Regions from separate parts of the Drosophila melanogaster genome. Here all the other regions are linked to region 1. The links are chromatin contacts, called in public Hi-C maps. All regions are on one chromosome and are shown on one strand. The core of a region is the stretch at or near the end of the contact, and the rest is flanking DNA. Distances in the headings are between cores, read along the strand shown. Region 1 holds the start of l(1)G0469 (lethal (1) G0469). Region 2 holds the start of RpL37-1 (Ribosomal protein L37-1). Region 3 holds the start of Lsd-2 (Lipid storage droplet-2). Region 4 holds the start of be (ben). Region 5 holds the start of GstT4 (Glutathione S transferase T4). Region 6 holds the start of pdgy (pudgy).

The links. A called contact is a pair of places that touch in the nucleus more often than the background predicts.
Region 2: a contact with region 1 is called in a Hi-C map of the Kc167 cell line, with 2.7 times the contacts expected there. The contact joins the promoter of RpL37-1 here to the promoter of l(1)G0469 in region 1. A contact is called at or near these places in 7 of 107 Hi-C or Micro-C datasets (the Kc167 cell line, embryo and wing imaginal disc).
Region 3: a Hi-C map of the Kc167 cell line shows a contact between it and region 1, with 8 times the contacts expected there. The contact joins the promoter of Lsd-2 here to the promoter of l(1)G0469 in region 1. A contact is called at or near these places in 2 of 107 Hi-C or Micro-C datasets (both in the Kc167 cell line) and 2 of 6 datasets of contacts at active chromatin or transcription factors (both in the Kc167 cell line).
Region 4: a Hi-C map of the Kc167 cell line shows a contact between it and region 1, with 2.4 times the contacts expected there. The contact joins the promoter of be here to the promoter of l(1)G0469 in region 1. A contact is called at or near these places in 4 of 107 Hi-C or Micro-C datasets (the Kc167 cell line and eye imaginal disc) and 1 of 6 datasets of contacts at active chromatin or transcription factors (the Kc167 cell line).
Region 5: a contact with region 1 is called in a Hi-C map of the Kc167 cell line, with 2.3 times the contacts expected there. The contact joins the promoter of GstT4 here to the promoter of l(1)G0469 in region 1. A contact is called at or near these places in 3 of 107 Hi-C or Micro-C datasets (the Kc167 cell line and wing imaginal disc).
Region 6: a Hi-C map of the Kc167 cell line shows a contact between it and region 1, with 4 times the contacts expected there. The contact joins the promoter of pdgy here to the promoter of l(1)G0469 in region 1. A contact is called at or near these places in 3 of 107 Hi-C or Micro-C datasets (the Kc167 cell line, eye imaginal disc and wing imaginal disc) and 2 of 6 datasets of contacts at active chromatin or transcription factors (both in the Kc167 cell line).

What each region holds. Positions count from the first base shown.
Region 1 is chrX:14,210,048-14,212,910 of dm6, reverse strand. l(1)G0469 (lethal (1) G0469) reads left to right here and starts at 1,454. Exons shown (of 3, transcript NM_001272614.1): 1 at 1,454-2,477. The coding sequence starts at 1,841. All of the region lies in intron 2 of Prp16 (pre-mRNA processing factor 16), which reads right to left.
Region 2 is chrX:15,137,995-15,140,857 of dm6, reverse strand. RpL37-1 (Ribosomal protein L37-1) reads left to right here and starts at 1,491. Exons shown (of 3, transcript NM_132777.3): 1 at 1,491-1,606; 2 at 1,744-1,879; 3 at 1,945-2,863. The coding sequence starts at 1,604. The coding sequence ends at 2,087. It overlaps CG9095, which reads left to right. Exons shown (of 10, transcript NM_132778.2): 10 at 1-921.
Region 3 is chrX:15,074,733-15,077,595 of dm6, reverse strand. Lsd-2 (Lipid storage droplet-2) reads left to right here and starts at 1,376. Exons shown (of 6, transcript NM_001298333.1): 1 at 1,376-1,848. The coding sequence starts at 1,656. lncRNA:CR44662 (long non-coding RNA:CR44662) reads left to right here. Exons shown (of 1, transcript NR_123908.1): 1 at 1-98.
Region 4 is chrX:15,023,054-15,025,916 of dm6, reverse strand. It overlaps be (ben), which reads right to left and starts at 1,481. Exons shown (of 7, transcript NM_167424.2): 1 at 963-1,481. The coding sequence starts at 1,214. The region is part of intron 13 of hiw (highwire); the gene reads left to right.
Region 5 is chrX:13,403,268-13,406,130 of dm6, reverse strand. GstT4 (Glutathione S transferase T4) reads right to left here and starts at 1,382. Exons shown (of 4, transcript NM_132658.2): 1 at 1,047-1,382. The coding sequence starts at 1,164.
Region 6 is chrX:14,952,074-14,954,936 of dm6, reverse strand. It overlaps pdgy (pudgy), which reads left to right and starts at 1,405. Exons shown (of 7, transcript NM_001298328.1): 1 at 1,405-1,424. It overlaps CG9030, which reads left to right. Exons shown (of 3, transcript NM_167422.3): 1 at 1-153; 2 at 216-389; 3 at 491-814. The coding sequence ends at 736. It overlaps lncRNA:CR44831 (long non-coding RNA:CR44831), which reads left to right and starts at 1,240. Exons shown (of 1, transcript NR_123907.1): 1 at 1,240-2,592.

The DNA of each region.
Region 1 (2,863 bases), core at 205-2,704:
TTCGAATGTCTTTGGATTAAAAGTGCGGAAGCAGGAAGATTAATTAATTATATATAATTAAGTGATTTTTTTTTTAGATTTTCATTTTAAGACTAGGACAATTTGTTCTTATTGCTATTTATCAATCGATAAGATAACCTATTGAATTGTAACAAGTTCTTCGAACGAAATGAGGGGGTTTGTTCGTTAATTTTGTCATTTCATACATACTATCGAGTGTTGCCCGTGCTCGATCACATGTTTCGTTTGAGATCGAACCGAATCGAAAACAAACCATTAAGCAATAAACCTCCATTCGCATCAATCAATTCACCTGGCCAGTGACGTTTTTGTCTACAATTGGGCTTCGTGACGAATAACTGCGACGTTGACGAAAGCCCAACAAATAATGCTCATAATTGGGGGGCCATAATCCAGTCGGTTCCACTCGAAGGATGTCGCCGCACGAGCCACACAAGGATCGAAATATTGGCCTTATAGCCGTAAAATAGATAATTATTTAGTTGGCGCGCCGTTTGCGGGGGAAGAGAATGGCGAAACAGCATAGCGGAATGCCATACTCACCACAGTTCACAGTTCGAAAGGCGGAGAGAGAGAGGGAAAGAGAGACAGACAGAGAGCCTCAGCGAGATTGAGATTCCTCTCTGAAATAAACCGGCTTCGGTTATAAATAATATCGCTCTCCGTTAAGTTATCTTTAGACTCAGTCCCTTGGGTGTTGGAATTCAATAACTATCTTAGTAGTTGCGGTTTGCATTTTCCTAAACTGCAATTTATAGTTTGCTTCAAAAAGCAGAAATTAGTATTTCCTATCCGATTAGTTGAAGACATATGAGCAACTTTACCATTTGATCTACTCTTGGTTTTTTTGCAACATGAATTTCATGACTGTAATATGAACAGTGGACTAGAAAAGCAGTTTTGGGCGCAAGACTTAAAGATTTAATACCAAGTTGTAATTGAATATCAATGATCCAGGTAAACATCATATAGCAAACAACAAGTTTTTTAAAAAACTTATTTTCTTATTGAGTTGCACACTAAAAAGTAATGCAAATGCACAGTCATATGCACAGAACAGTTATGGACATTGTTTGTGGATAGTTCAGATTTAATTTACTTTATGATTAATAAATTAACATATTGCTAGTCTTTCGCGCTCGAGCGGCAAGCTCGTTGTACTTTCGCAAGCACTTAATACATTTTTTAAAAACCTACATTGTTGGAGATAACAAATTTTGCATATTTAAATCCTGAATTCATTGCATATGTTGCTGCATTTCGGCCAATGTACTGTAAACAAATGCAACATTGAGAGCTGGCGCTCTCTTGCACTGTTAACGTTCGGTTAACAGTGCGTGAGCAGAGCGAAGAGCGCCGATGAGAGCAAAGTCGGCAGAGCTTGGGCAGAGCTCGAGCAGAGCCATATAAAGCGACGTGCCCGAAAACATTTGTATTTGTAAAAAGCAAACCGACGAGCGGATAAGGCGGAATATCTGAAGAGCAGCAGCGAAAAACACGAAAAGCCAGAAACAGAAACCAAAAACCCAAACCGAAACAACTCGAACTTCGTGTGCAGTGTGGCAAACTCAAAAAGAAACTGAAACAGATAACATAAGAAACCGAAAGAAGCAGCAGCAGCGAATCGAAGCGTAAAAAAAAAAAACAGAGCAAATTGAAAGAAGCACAGAACAAAACACAACACAACAAATTTAAATAAAATCCAACGCAAACAGCGAGAGAAAAGTTATTCCGGAAAACGCGCGGAAAAGTGCATTTCGAATTTCATTAATTTTTTTTCGAGTGAAAGTTGGGCGCTTCAGGCCCAACAACGCCCACAATGAACCGTTCGAACAGCTTTGTCAGCTCGCTGAAATGGTGGCCACTGCAGGGTCACAACAACCAACCGGTGGCGCCACCTGCCAGCGGTTACTCCCAATCGGCGCCCAGCTCGCCCACCTCCAATTGGCCACCGCCACTGCAGCAGCATCAGAATCCCACAACCGGCACCGCCCACCGCCTACTGCCGCCCAGCGGGCAAAAGAATGGAATTGCTGGCGGCACCGTGGGCGCCACATTCGGCAGCAGTGTGGCAGTGCAAAAGCTGCGCGAATCCAAGTGGTTCAAGCCCGAGGAGCAGCGCATCTTTTGCGCCGTCGTCGAGTGCGGTTTCGTGGTCGAGATCCGCAGCAGCGCCGCAGCCGAGGCGGCCGCAGCTAACGCAGCAGCAGCGGCCGCAGCAGCCGACACCGGTGACAACGACCTCGACGTGGACGCTCTGGAGGAGCTCGACTGCCCACTGACCAACCACCCATCGCCGCCGCATCGCAATCACAGCCATAGTCACAGCCAAATCCAAAACCAATCCCAGCGGCTGGTCATCCCGCGCAACGGTAGCAGTTTCCTGGAGACGCAGGACGAGAATGAGACGCCTGTCGCCTCTTGGTATGGAATCGTGCTCTGCAAGGTGGCCAAAGGTAAGTTCATTGCGAAAGACACAGAGAAAATGTTGCGACTTTTCAAGTGCAGACATTACGGAAATGCGAGTAAATCTATACATATTTATACTATTCTTATGAGATTTCATAGTGTGAAATTGTATGGATATAGATATAGAGTATAAACAAAATTAATAGTCCATTTTCATTTTGTTCATATCTATTTGATAAGTGGTAAAATTAAAACGACAAAAATGTGGCTCTTTATCACTTTAAGTGCGCAGATCAATTGAATGTTTACTCTGCTCATATCTTTGTGATAAGCGAATAATATTAAATAAGTATTAATATTTAAATTTGGTACTCGGTTTTTGCACTTGCAAGTTTTTATCTCCAAGAAAAGTCATCATAGTTTTCTTTTAGTG
Region 2 (2,863 bases), core at 242-2,741, 930 kb before region 1:
GACTTTAGAACCTTTGGTTAAAGAAATATACATTTGAGAACTTTTAGGAACAAACATTCCATAAATCTATACAAAAAAAAAACTTGAATCTCTTCTTGACAATTTGTTTAAATGTTTACCAAAACTTTGTGGTTTTTAAAGTCCCGGAGTTTCGGGTACGGTCCCATTTATAAGTATATATGCACTCGTGCTAAGATTTGGTCCGAACTCGTATAATTTATTCGCAAAGCTTTCATAAGGTTCTTAGTTAAATTTTCTTTATGAATTAGTTGTATGTAAAGGCGTGAAAAAGGGCAAAAAGGCGAGGCGTAGTAATTAGTTGCAAGGCACCACCAAGTCCACCCACATCCACACCTCCCCGAAGGTCACTCCACCCCATTTCCCCTTCACCCAGCAAGCAGATCACACAGCTGCAGCCAAATTATGTGCAACTTGGTTTCGTTTGAGGTCTCAAGCCCAATCGACTTGCTCATAGTCGCAAATTAGTTACGTAAACACTTACACTAGATAGAACTACCCATCCATTCCACAAGAAAAAATCCATAAAAAAAAATTCAAAAACAAATCACAAAACTCCAATCGGCAGCAGCAGCAACAGCAAATAATATCGTAGTACGCGTGCCACACCGAACATAGTGTATAAATATCTGCACAGGATCGAAAGAGTATATATATTATTATTAGCCCCAACTCACCAAGCTACACCATTTCATTATGTTTTTGTACCTACCCATTATATATCGCCCTGTATTTGTATTTCTAGAGTCTTGTAATTTGTAGATTTTGTTTTCGCGTGTGTATCGTCGAGCGGTCCAGTGCTAAAATGTCGCTCAGTATGCAATATTATTTGAATTTCGTGCATTATTTCCAATGTAAATAATAATAATTTATTTCATAAATAAAACAATGAATATTTTTACTAAACAAGATTTGGATTTTTACCTTTCTGGTTGGTTTTATTATTTCCAATAAACGAAGTTTGTAAATGAACGAAATACAAATCATACTTCAAAATTGGCGGGCAATAATAAGCGCCATCTATTGGCCTTTTGAAGGAACAGCTGATTTAACATATGGTGTCGCTGTTAAAATGCCAACTTGCCAAGTGCTGTTGTGCTATCGAAATGGCAGCCGATAGTAGTGCTGTTAGGCGCAAGTCCGCTGTTATGAGAAATTTATGTAATTGGTATTTTTTGATACGAGGCTGTTAATTTTGATAACTGTTGTAATAGAAACAATAATAGGTTCATTAAATCGGATACATTATGTGTTCTACAATTACGTAAAGTGGCTGTACATTAATGCAGTGTTTTTGTAGTTCAGTATATAATTAAATTTTCTATCCGTCTGGCAACTCTGCGGCTGCTAGGCCACCAAATGGCTACACCATAAATACCAACTTTCGGTATTTAAGCAACCCTGCGGACAAAAACTATCGATACTCGCGCAACGCGGCCACACTAATCTCTGCTCACCACCAGCGTCTCTTCTTCTTCCCTTTTCTTTTTGCTGCGCTTCCGGAGAAGTCGTCTTTGCTAGAAGCCACGTGCTAAATTTGTAGCTTGCAAGTTTCGTTCGATTCTTAAACCGTTCGCCACGAGAGATGGTGCGTACAATGTGCTCGTTAAACCGAAATACACTTGCCCTGCCAGCCAGGCAGCCTATTTCGAGTGTTTTCCCTTATATTTTTTTGAGTGTGCCGTGCAAGCCGAACTGCTAATACCCTGCGTGTTTCCATTACAGACGAAGGGTACCTCCAGCTTTGGTAAGCGCCACAATAAGACGCACACCCTGTGCCGTCGCTGTGGCCGCTCCTCCTACCACATCCAGAAGTCCACTTGCGCCCAGTGCGGCTACCCCGCCGCCAAGTTGCGTTCCTGTAAGTCAAGATGCCCCAATCCCCGCCCAGTAACCAGGTTAATAATTGTATTCTCCGCACACTAGACAACTGGTCCGTGAAGGCCAAGAGGAGGAAGACCACCGGCACCGGTCGCATGCAGCACCTGAAGGTTGTGCGCCGCCGTTTCCGCAACGGATTCCGCGAGGGCACCCAGGCCAAGCCCAAGAAGGCCGTGGCCAGCAAGTAGGAGGCTCTGTGTGTCCCAAGATGTATATCCCACACCGGGCTATATGGACGGAGATAGCAGCTGCTCCCTTAACCGCAGATAACGACAGCCTCCAGTTGATCAACGTGTACACACCATCTAAAATCCACTGAAAATGGCCCCTCAACATGGCTAATAAATCGCTCGAGCGCTAATAAATGAACGTTTTTTTTTATTAAGTGAAACTGGTGAATATTTTTTTATTGTTTGTGCAACAAAAGTGAAATGTGACCGAAAAGCGATCAAAAGATAGCGTGTAAATGGCCAAGATCCATAACCAAATGCTTGTAGGGCTGATTTCCTCGTGGTTTTCGCAAAAATTGTTAGTGTTCGCTGGTAGTCGAATACTTTTCCAGGGCAGGCTATCCACGTAGCTTTTATTGAAAACTAAAAAAGAACGCTTTAATAAACGCAGTATAGTCAGCTATAAAATCCAAGAGCTTCGGTAACTAAACCAAAAGCATGGCAATTCATACCACAGCTCAAATGTAAATGAAAATCGCTTTCTGTGCTATAAAAACTTCTAATTAGAATATATCGTTTCCAAAAACAGATTAAGAACCATATAAATCGTTCAAAGTTGCGAAAAACGTGTTCTCGCCATAAGATGATAGTTTCTGTTTACTATGAATTGTAATTCTTTGTTTTTAAACGTAGCCCCATATATGGTAAAACATATGATAGAACTGCAGACACAACAAAAATTATTAACTATATGTGCCTTGCTTCGATTTGTAGCAATTGAAATGGTTGCAGTT
Region 3 (2,863 bases), core at 127-2,626, 860 kb before region 1:
TTGTTTATAATTTGATAATGGTACATTCTTTCACCTGATTTTCTAATTATGTTTTACCTCGAAAATAAAGATAATGAAAATTGTTTCAAAACTATTTTAAGTTTCATTTAAAACAGATATAGTACACAATTGTACTTATTTCAAACAAAGCGTTTGTACTATAATAATTCATCATAACAATTTAAGTGTACTGTTCAAAAACTATAGTACATTTATTCATATTATAATTACAGTTTGTCAAGAAACTGTTTACACACTGTGAAATAAGTTGAATTTTTGACTTTAAAGCTAAAAATTAAGTGTTTTTTGCTTAATTAAACGCAATTTTTGTATAAAATAAAATTAAACAGTATTTATTTTACTTATAAATCAAAAAATAAATTAAATATAATTTAATTAAATATAAAATAATAATTCGCTTCAAGCAAAGTCAAACAAATTTCATTAGAAGCGTTGTAAAAAGCAATGCAAAGCCAAAAATAACGGAAAAATCGAGTTCGTTCTAAGAAAAAGAACAAAACAAAGTAGGAAAACAAAATGTGTAAAGAGTTTCTTGACAGTCTCAAAGGTGTGTAAACTTGGATTATGTTGTTTATTTTCTTGTATATTTAATATTTTAATATTTGTTTTTTGATTTATAAGTAAAATAAATATTGTTTAATTAAATTTTATAAAAAAAATTGCGTTTAATTAAGCAAAAAACCTTTAATTTTAGCTTTAAAGTCAAAAATTCAACTTATTTCACAGTATGTAAACAGTTTCTTGACAAACTGTATATGGGGTCCTCAAAGAGAGTCCTAATCTCAAACTCTCGCTGATACTGCTTTGGCGCTCTGCTCTCTTCGCAGCGAAGCTATCTTACAGCAGCAAACGATCTAGCTATTTTCAAGATATATGTTGCAAAGAAATGTTCCTAAGCTCATTTATATTATTTGGTTATTTTAACCTTTTTATTTGTTTAGCACTGTTTTTTCACTGTCTGCGATATTTTATTACATTATTATTATTTATTACTCAACATTTTTGATAAACAAATTTGTGTATGGTTAAGTACACAAGTTCGAAGATTTTAATATTATAATTATATTTTGTAGTAATCGTGCTTGTCAAAGCTCATGGTTAAATTTTAATAATACAAAGTGTATTATAGCCACATGACCCTTGACTAGGCATAAATCTTGGAAAAAACACACTGCGGTTTGAACAAAAAGTAAGCTCTATTGGTAAAAACTGTACTTTTTAGCTATTTGACTAAAATTTCCTCATCCACTTCTTGCCACCTGCGGCATCACTGTTGCTCATAGCTTTTTGTTGCTCGGCGCTGGCAACACTGGCGGCGGCACTCGCTCATATAATAAACCAGCCGCGCAGCTCGCAAATCAGTCAGAGAGTCCCAACGAGCAGACGTGAGCAGACGTGCCAAAAAGTGCTAGGAATAAAATAAAACAGAGTGCTTCCAGAACGCAGACACACGCATACCCTACATTCACACACTCACTCGCAGGTTAAGCTGTTTTTTTGTTCGTGAAAGAAAAGAAGCAAGAGGCGAAAAGAAAAGTGCGGTGGCAAGCGGAAGAGCTTGATAGCGAAAGACAGAAAGAAAAAGTGAAAAGGGCAGCAGAAAGCAGCGCAAGAGGAACCAAAGAAAACTGATCATGGCCAGTGCAGAGCAGAAACACGCCACCGGGAACGGAACAACTGGCAATGGAACGGCGATGAACGATGTGGACCAGCCCAAGGATGCCAAGGACCTTCTGCCGCACCTTGAGTCCCTCGAGAGGATCATCAAATTGCCCGTGGTAAATGCGGCATGGGACAAGTCCCAGGATGTCTATGGCAAAGTAAAAGGTAAGTGCAGCAAAGGAAAACAGAAGAAAATGAAAATAAGACCTCCTCCGGGTGCATTGAACTCGCTCAAGTCCCGTTACTTTGGCGCGCCTAACGGCACATATAGAGAATAAACGACCGGTGAAGGAGGAGGTAAATAGCAACAACAATTGCAGCGACCATATGCACTCGAAGCCGTAATCGAAACCGAAACCGTTGCTTTTTTGACTTTGCTTCGCCATTTTATTTCGAGTTGCAATTCGAACTCGAAACGCACATAGAGGGCAGAAACAACTTTTTTTTGTTCAACTTTTTTTTCGTTTAATTGGCCAGAAATTAAGCTCAATTGATATAAATTGATTGCCGGTCGTTCAATAATCGAAATCACAGCAACAACAACCATGACCTAGCAATAAGAAAAGCAAAAAGGCCGGCACTTTGCCCTCGTGACGCGTTGCGTTCAAAGTTCGCTTAAAATTTACATAATAATAAAACAATCTTGGCCAACGCAATAGAGAGCGCAAGAGAGATAGAGTGAGGAGAGAGAGAGCGGTGGCTGACGGCAAAAAGGCCACCGCACGTAGGCTGCAGCCGCAGAGGCGCCGTCAACAAAAGGGGGCTCGTTTTGACAAGAGGAAAAGCAAAGCAGACCCAATGGCAACGCCACTGGCACTGGCAGTGCTGCTCGATCTGACCAAAAGTTAAGCTAAACTTGCACTTTAATTATAGCTAAAATAATGTTACTAGTTTTCTTCTCAATATTGATCCCAGCCTAAGTTTGCCGATCGTAAAAGCACAGATCCCTGAAAAAACAAATACTTAATGCATTTACTAGACAATACCAATTACCGCTGTCGAATAAAGCTAGATTTGGCTGGAAACTAACTAAAGCGGGCAGCACTTATGCTAAGGGGCTCTTGGGGTCTCACCGTCAGCAGCAACGACAACAAAAATTCTAGTTGGACTTTCGACTTGTTTGTGATATTTCGCAGTTGTTGTTGCTGCAGTTGCTGGGACTGGAATTGGAATGGATGAT
Region 4 (2,863 bases), core at 232-2,731, 810 kb before region 1:
ATGGAAGGCGGTTGGGGTGGGGCGTTCCACATTGTAGAAGAGGGGGCGGCAAGCGGAAGAGGGCGGGGCAACGGCGCCGTCTTCTTTCATTTCAGTTTACTCTTTCATTCATTTTCATTACATTTCAAAAAGTGCTGGGAGAGCGCATTTTCTCAAGTCCGGAAAACTATAATTTTCGCAAAAAAAAAAAAAAAATACCACGGTCAAATACCTTACATTTTACATATTAAGCGAAAAAAAATGTTTTCTTTTCAAGGCGATAATATCTTTGAAGTATATGGAGAATATACAGTGAATATCTTGTATACACATTTTGTGGTGTGATTTGGATTCTTTACATAATTTTTTGATTATAATTCTGCTGCGATTCCACGCATCATATAAATTTTATATTATTATAATGCAATCATTCCAAAAGCACACTCAAAATGCTAACAATTGGCAACGTTTTAAGTCAGACAGTATAATGAAGTCCATTCAAAAATGTCACACCAAAACAGACAAAAGCCTTCCAATTTTTCGCTAATTGGAAAAACAAGGTTAACGAATTTCAGAGTGGCCGAAGTAGAAGGTACAATTTCCTTTAAACCTAACCGTTATATATATAAATGTAAATACATATATGAACTCATGTGTTTTATTGGAGGAAGTTCTACTTCTAAGTTGTTCTAGACTGTTCCATTTTATGTGAATGTTCAATAATTTAATAGAATTATGGAGCAATAAGCAAAACTACATTAGTTTCGTACCTGTTAACCCATGCTAACCCATTCTCAATTAGACAACTTAGTGCCAAGAGTGTTATTGAGACGCACCAGTAGCGATGACTAATCGAATCGATGACCAATTAAGTGATATTTAAAACCGTTTAGTGCGGCTGCGGTTCGATGAGTTAAACATACATACATAGGTGTAGGTGACATGATATGACACGAAACCAAAACCGAAACCGAAAAACTCACCGTTTTGTTAAGCTTGTAATCACAGATTGCCTTGAGATGAATGCAGAAACAGTGCCGGCACAGGTCCACCCTATTCTCCCTTTTCTCACGATTCTCCCGGTGGGCGGTATCCAGCAGCGGCCCACCAATTTGGGAATGACCACCCCAAGTGGGCAGGCGATCGAAGCGCTCCGGATAGGTTAGTGCATCATGGCCAGAAAACGAAACGATTATGCCGATTAGGAGGACCAGAGCAATCCGTCGCGAATTCATTCTGGTCTTCTTCACCTTTGCTTCACTTTTATTTTTGTTATTTTGTTTTTGTTTATATGTGCTTTAACAAATTTGTTTTCGTTTTGCCAAGATAGATATTTCAAAACCGCTTAGGTCACTTCACACTCTTTTTCCCTTCTCACGATCGTCGAACTTTAGGGGCCGCAGAAATTAAAAAAAAAGAGCCACAACAAAAAAATATATATATATTCAACACAAATAACGTTGTGAGACGTGTTTACCGGATGGCAGTTCGTTTAGCTCTAAAGCTACCGTCTCGTCGATCGGGCCGTCTGATCGCCCGTGTTCCGATTCCACGATTCTTTCTCACTCTCTCTCGGTATAGTACACTGCGACCTAGTATTCAACTCATGTATTAAATTGATGAAATGAAAAATATGAAAATGATTAAATGTAAATGAAAAATATTTAAGAATAACTATTGTTTAATATTTAAACATTCTAAATATTTTGTACAGAAAGTTTTTGTTTAATATTCAACGATATTTATCCTAAAGAGCATTTTTAAATTACCAACAAAAATTAAATCGCATGGAGCCTATATATATTTTTGTAACAATATCTTGGGAGAATCATATGATCAATAGCTTTTCTAACTATTTTAATTAATTATTTATTTTAAATATCTCCGAAAAATGACTCATTTATAAAAACCTAATCATTGTTTATTTAATGTTGGGGAATAGTGAAAGTGGAATAGTTTTTCGCAGTGTATCTCTCCCGACTTACTCTCTTTCTCTCTCTCTCTCTCTCTTTCATACACTCGCATTCAGCTTACATTCAGCAGACATTCAGCAGATAGCTGAGCTGACTTCTTCGTTCGGCTGTGTTCATAAAAAAAGAGTGCTGGGGACACCTGCTTAAAACATTCCCTATTATTCACAGTTAATAACGTAGAATAACCTTGCATCCCCTACAATAGCAAAAGAAATGAATTTAAGCTTTTGAATGAATATAAACTGAAATCTTGTCTAAAACTGCCAATCAAAAAGAATACGTATACGTATTCTTTACAGCTGTGATCGTAAAAGAGCAGAGCTTTGGACCTGCGAGTTTAAGATAAAAAATTCCAATGATTCACAGTTTTAATGGTCAATTTTTTTTTTTATAATATCATTTCGTATTTAAATTCAAACAATTCAAGAAATGTTTCATTTTTATTTCTTCAATAGTTTCGAAAATATAGATTAAAACAACATAATAGGGAGAAATTGTGGTGTTCACTGAAATAGCAGTGCTATGAAAAAATATTAACAAAATTCAACTTGACTTAGAACGAACTTAATTTTTCTTTTTTTTTAAGTTAACTAGGATCTAATACTTGGTTGGATAGTTTTTGTTAGTCAACACAGCTTTACACCTACGCCGGTTTAAAACGGAAGAGTGCTGGCATTACCTCTATTTCATTTTGTATGAATCAATTCTTAGCCATTTTACAAAAAATAATGGAAAAATGAAAAAATACCTTTGTATTTCTTAGTGTTCCTCTTGTTTTTTTTTTATGAACGCAGCTGTAGAAACGTAACTTGTATAAATGAAATTAAGTGAACTTTTTATCATGTTGGGTCTCTCTTCTTATACGTTTATATGTGCATACATACATATATAAGAAGCTGACTAGCCGGTGA
Region 5 (2,863 bases), core at 133-2,632, 810 kb after region 1:
TCCTTACCTTAGCTCCATTCCTAAATTGATACCATATGCGAATCATCGAAAAGTGCTAAGCGCACGCGCAGCTTGGCAAATAGTAAAACCACATCCAACAAATGATGAAGGAAAACAAAACTCAAGCGAATGGTAATGGAAATAACAAAGTGGCTAACAAAACGCTGGATCTCATCGAAAATTTGATAAGTGTCCCAGTTTGGCGAGCAGGTGATAAAACCAGCGCAAAGATCGGTTTCTAAATTCTCGTGCGGAGTAAACACGAGCAAAGTGCACTGCGAATTTAAGGTACAGTACTGAATCTATACTATTGAATCAAGAATAATATATAGTATGTACATATATTGTATATTTTTGAAACCCATATTTGAGTTTGTAGTTTGTTTGCCCTGCGATAAAAGCGTGAATAGAAGGCAATTAGCCGGTTTTCTTTTTTTTTTTTGGATGCCCCCAAAGGCTAAGATTATCTGTAAACACGTTCAAAGTGCGACTGCTCAATAATGCTCGAACACTTCTGCAAAAAAAAAAAATATAATTATTTTGCACACACTTTCTAAGGAATCCTCACGTTCGTTTCGGGATTCCTTTTAATCTTATCTATCATTTGCTAAGAAATTATTTTTGAGAACAATCACGTTTGCATTGAACTCATATGTACATATGTATGTACAATACATATGTTCGTCTAATCTCGCCATGTTCCACAGTTCCTCAATTGTTTTCGAATGGAGTGACACTATTTCAAAAACGACGTCTGCCCGCTTTCGCCTTGGAAACTTTTCGTTTGGATTGTGGAATTTTTAACGAGCGGAAAATTTATTTGGAAACTCACTCGCCGACTCGAAAAATATCGAAAACAAAGGGCAGCATAAATGCATAGGAATGTGTTCGTCGGTCGGTCGGTTGGTCGGTTGGTCGGTTGGTCGGTTGGTTCGACCTTTGGGCCCTTATAGATGTGGCTGGTCTTATAGATGTGGCTGTGTGTGCCACCGCTCACGTACTCCCTGCCCACCACCACTCCCTTCTTAACAGCGAGTACTACTCACCTTTGAGCATCGATATGGGTATGGCCTCGAAGGGGATCTTGGAGGCCTCCAGGAGGATGTAGAGCGCCCGGCTCGATTGGTTCAGGAAATCGAAGTAGAACTTGAGTGGCTGCGACATCTCGTTGATATATACTAATATATATATATTCCAACTATATACAGTGTGCTCTCTCCAAGTGACTAGAGTGGGTGCGAAAAAAAAAGTTGTGTAGGCACTTCAATGCACTGCAGTACAATCCAAAATTCGAAATTCCAGATCGGGGGATTCAAATCGAAACTGAGATCAGATCGCTTTGGAACCGTATCGCTGGACTTTTGCTGCTAGACTGAGCTCCGCAGCGCCGTCGCTGCGACATTTTAAACGCAATGCCGCTGCGTCGACGCCGACTGCGCAGCAAACTGGTGGGTGGGGTGAGGTGGTGTGTGGTGTATGGTGTATGGTGTATGGCGTTTGGTGTACGGTGTGTGGTGTGTGTGAAGTATTAGGGGAGGGGTGAACGGGGCGCATTCATTAAATGCGCCGCAAAAACAAGCCAGCGGAGCAGCGTTGCGATCACAACAAGATGCTAACAAAAAAAAAAAAAAAAAAGAGAAAAAAACAAAGCGAACACAAAAACAAAAACAGAGACAAAAAAGACCGGCTTCTTGTGCATATGTACATTGTATATGGTGCCCCCACTGCTGCTCCTCTGCTCCGCCTCTGCTGACACTGGCGCTACCCTTTCGCTGAGATCGAGACATTGCGACTGCATGCCCCTTTGAAAAGAGGGTGTGGCCCACAGCGAAAAGAGAGCGGGATATGCAAAACTTACCTATCGTAACTCGGGTATTACCAATCGGATGGTGGTGAAAATTGGTACCAGGTTTTATTACTCATTTTCTTGGCCGTATACCAAAATTCATACTAAAACTTACATAAATGCGATAGTTACAAGCAGCTTATATTTTAACCATAAAGTCATATAGAGTCCATATAGCTTCCCTTGCCGCTATTAAACTCGATGCATTTACTCAGGGCTTAACGAACACTTGGCTTAAATCCATGTGTTAGGGCTTTCCCAATTTTCGATAGGGTATTTCAAGTGTGCCTAGCTGTTCGATTTTATCGCTGTTTGTTTTGCTTTTAGTATTTTGTTGCTGCTGCGGCTTTTCTTGTTTTTGTTTTGCTGGTTTCTTTTTGACTCGGTATTCGGCTCTTTCGCCTTTGTACTGGACTAGCTTTGATATATTCGTGCGTTATCTGGCGACGATTTCCAATCAGAAAATGCTTAGTATTAATAAGTGTTTTGAGGATCCCAGCGATCCCAAGCCCCACAGCACCCCACTAAACGAATCTACGATGTGCGGTGTTATCTTGTTTACCAAAAACGGGGCCAATAACAGAAAATACCAACAAGAACAAGAAACACAACTATACCTTCCATATCGGTCAGCGAATTGTTTTTGTTCAACTGTTGAGCTGATAAAACTGGGCCGAAGTGCCAGCCAAAGTGCCTTGTCTTCGGATGTATCTGTATCTCTAAGATGCATTCGCTGTCACAAGTGTACGCTGTCCGTACAAGGTGGCACAACAGTTGGCACAAAGATACTTGCCACGATAATGGCTCAATAGAGTGCACTACACTTCACTTTTGATCAGCTGTTCATTTCGTGCATTTTCAGAAATTTCGCTATGATTATCCTATAAAAAATAGTTAATTTCTATTGCTAATTATTTAACTTACTAACTTAAAAAGTTGGAAACATTTAATTTTTTATATTTATTTTTGAAAGACGACCTTGGCAGCTGAAAATTATGGCATCGAATTCGTCAGAGG
Region 6 (2,863 bases), core at 156-2,655, 740 kb before region 1:
ATACCCTTACCCACCTGCAGAACATACTCCATCTGGAAGTTCCCGCCTAATTTCGATGCGAACAATCAGCGTGCAGGCAGATTGTTTTGGTTCTCCGAGCAGATATTCCCCCTCATGTTCTACTATGCTCTGGGCATTAGTATCATTGGATCGGTGCGTATATGCAAATTGCTTTATATTTCAGATGTGCATTTATTACACCTATCTCAACACAGACTCACAATTGTCTAGAATTCATAAGCATTTTGTTCAAGAAGGCGCATCTGAAGAAGTCGCATCGGCTAAGGAAGGTAAAGAATTTCAAATACAAGCAATTGCGCCGCTTTCGTATCATCGGATGCATTTTAATGTTAACGGCGTGGACAATACTGCTATACGCCTTGGCCACCGTGAGTACTAAAAATATCATATACAAAAAAAAAAAAAACGATATCTATTCAAAAACTTCTTTGAATTCCATTAATATATTGTAAACATTATTTGAATCCAGCTCAAGCCGCATTACATTGGTCCATGGTTTGTGATTTATGCCACCATTACATCCATCGATATATTATTGGTGCTGTCAGATGCCTTAGTGAACAGGACTATAGGCAACGGCTTCTTGTTCAAGACTTTGATCCCGGTTATCAACTTGTACTGTGTCCTTTCTGTGCGGTCGACTCTCAGGCAACTGATCGAATTTTACGGTTATCAGGATGTTGTTTGGTGGTCAATGGAAAGATATGCCCCATAAATTGTCAAAATAAGTGAAAATAATATTTAACTACATTTTACGTCGTACTGTATTTTTCTCATATTAACAAAATGTAATAAAAAAAATTAATTATTTAACAAAAACAGCGCCACCTGGATGTTGTGCCGAGTAATGGCAATTGACCAACAGGTAGCGCACATGTGCAACATTGTTATTAACGCTTCAATTGTTATAAAGCTTTTGGTTTTTAAGCTTTATGGATCACATTTTATCCTAAAGAACAACTTAGGCTTAGAGGAACTTAATAAATAGATCTGTTTTAAATAGGAATTGAAAGCTTCTTTTTGAGGTTAAAAAACCCATTTAATAATATGTAATGATTAATATTGGTACTAAACATGATTTTAGGAATCATGAAATATGACAAAATGTAATACTGTCACTTTCTATCTATCTATTAAATATTTGTTATAAAATAAAAATAAAAATATAGAATTAAAAAAAAAATGGCTAAATAACCATTACTGATGTCTAAACCCACCCCCGCAAGCAGCGTGTTCGCTCACCATCTACCTCTCTTTTCAAGAGAGCACGTTGCAAAGACGTTCAGACCCGCCACCTCCGCGCTCCACGGCACCCTTTTTTTAGGACAGAGCATCAAGTTGGTGGCAGTTCCCCAGCGAACACTGAGCACAACAGATTACCGAATTAGTGCGCAGGTGTTTGCGTGAGTGATAGACGAAAAACTGTAACCTGTGGCAAATCCCCCCACTAAAAACTGATAAAACAACTGAAAAGGCTGTTGGGTTCACCTCTGAAATCTAAATCCCACCCATAACCAAGCTCGAAAATAGCCAAGATAAACAAGTTGGAGCTGCAGCAAATGAAAAGAAAAACAGACGTATAATAATAAAACAAAAAAGCAACGAAAAACGAAGCCAAAAACTCACATGCAACCGTCTTAATGAAGTTGAGAAAAACTGGTTTGCTGAGATAAACATTTTGGAGTTTGTTTTGGTCCCGCTTTCAACGGTCATAAGGGGAAGGGGGCTGAGCCAGGGTCCAAAGTTCAACACAAAACAGCACCAAGAAAGTACGACGACTCGTTTGCGCGAAACGCACACATTTTGCATGCTCCCGCACAGGCTAGTTCGAACTTTTAGCATATCCAACATCTGTACGCAAAATATCATAAAATCTTCTCTTGGCATTACACAGAAATTACTTATTGATCGTTGGGCTTCTTTATAAGTCTCAAGAGAAAGTTGAGACAAACGAAGTCAGTATCTTTTATTATTTACATAAGTAGATCTTATCATTTAGTTTTTAAAATAACCTTTAAAGCCCCACGTAGTTCTTTACGCTTTATTTAAAAAAAAAAATGATCCGAAACGTTAACATTTCGAAGATCTCTATCATAGAAACATGATTTATATTTAAGACTGGTTATACCAAACTTAACAGATAATACATTAGTGATCCATTATAGCACGTTTACTAATTTAATTAGCCATTATACTTTCAATATTCACAATTAATAAGCCTGTGGTGCTATAATTGTGAGCTCAACTGTAGATGTGGGCGGGGGGCAGAGCAAGAGCGAGATATAGTGTGTGTGGTGCATTAAAAATGCTGTTTGAAATGTTATGCGAATAAAAAAAGCACATTACATGCGAGTGTACATAAGATAAGTTCGAAATGCAATCAACTATTGAATAACAAGTATCCCACATCTATATAATACCAAACTATATGCTATACTGTATAAAACTGGATATCAGGCCCACTGTAACTCTCTCCTTTTCATTTAATTTCTCTCAATGCAAATGCAACTGTAACGCGATCGATGTAAGAGAAAGAGAGCACTCATTTGCATAGAGCTCGCTTTGCAAGAGTGTTTGAGTGGTCGAGGGAGGAGAAAGGTAGAGGGCCTCTTTTTTGGCCTTGAGTTCCGCTTACGTTGCATACATGAGATATATGTATGTACATATATATTTATAAAAAACCGTGAATAGCATTGCCGTCTCACAAGTGTCCATTTCAAACGCAGAATTTTCCCCAGCTGGTGAAACGTGTGGCAACAGAGTGTTGAGTTTACCAAGAGGGTGAATGCACTGGTTAATGTTTAAGTTTTAGTTCCAGAAAGGAAGTGCAATGCTATTGAAA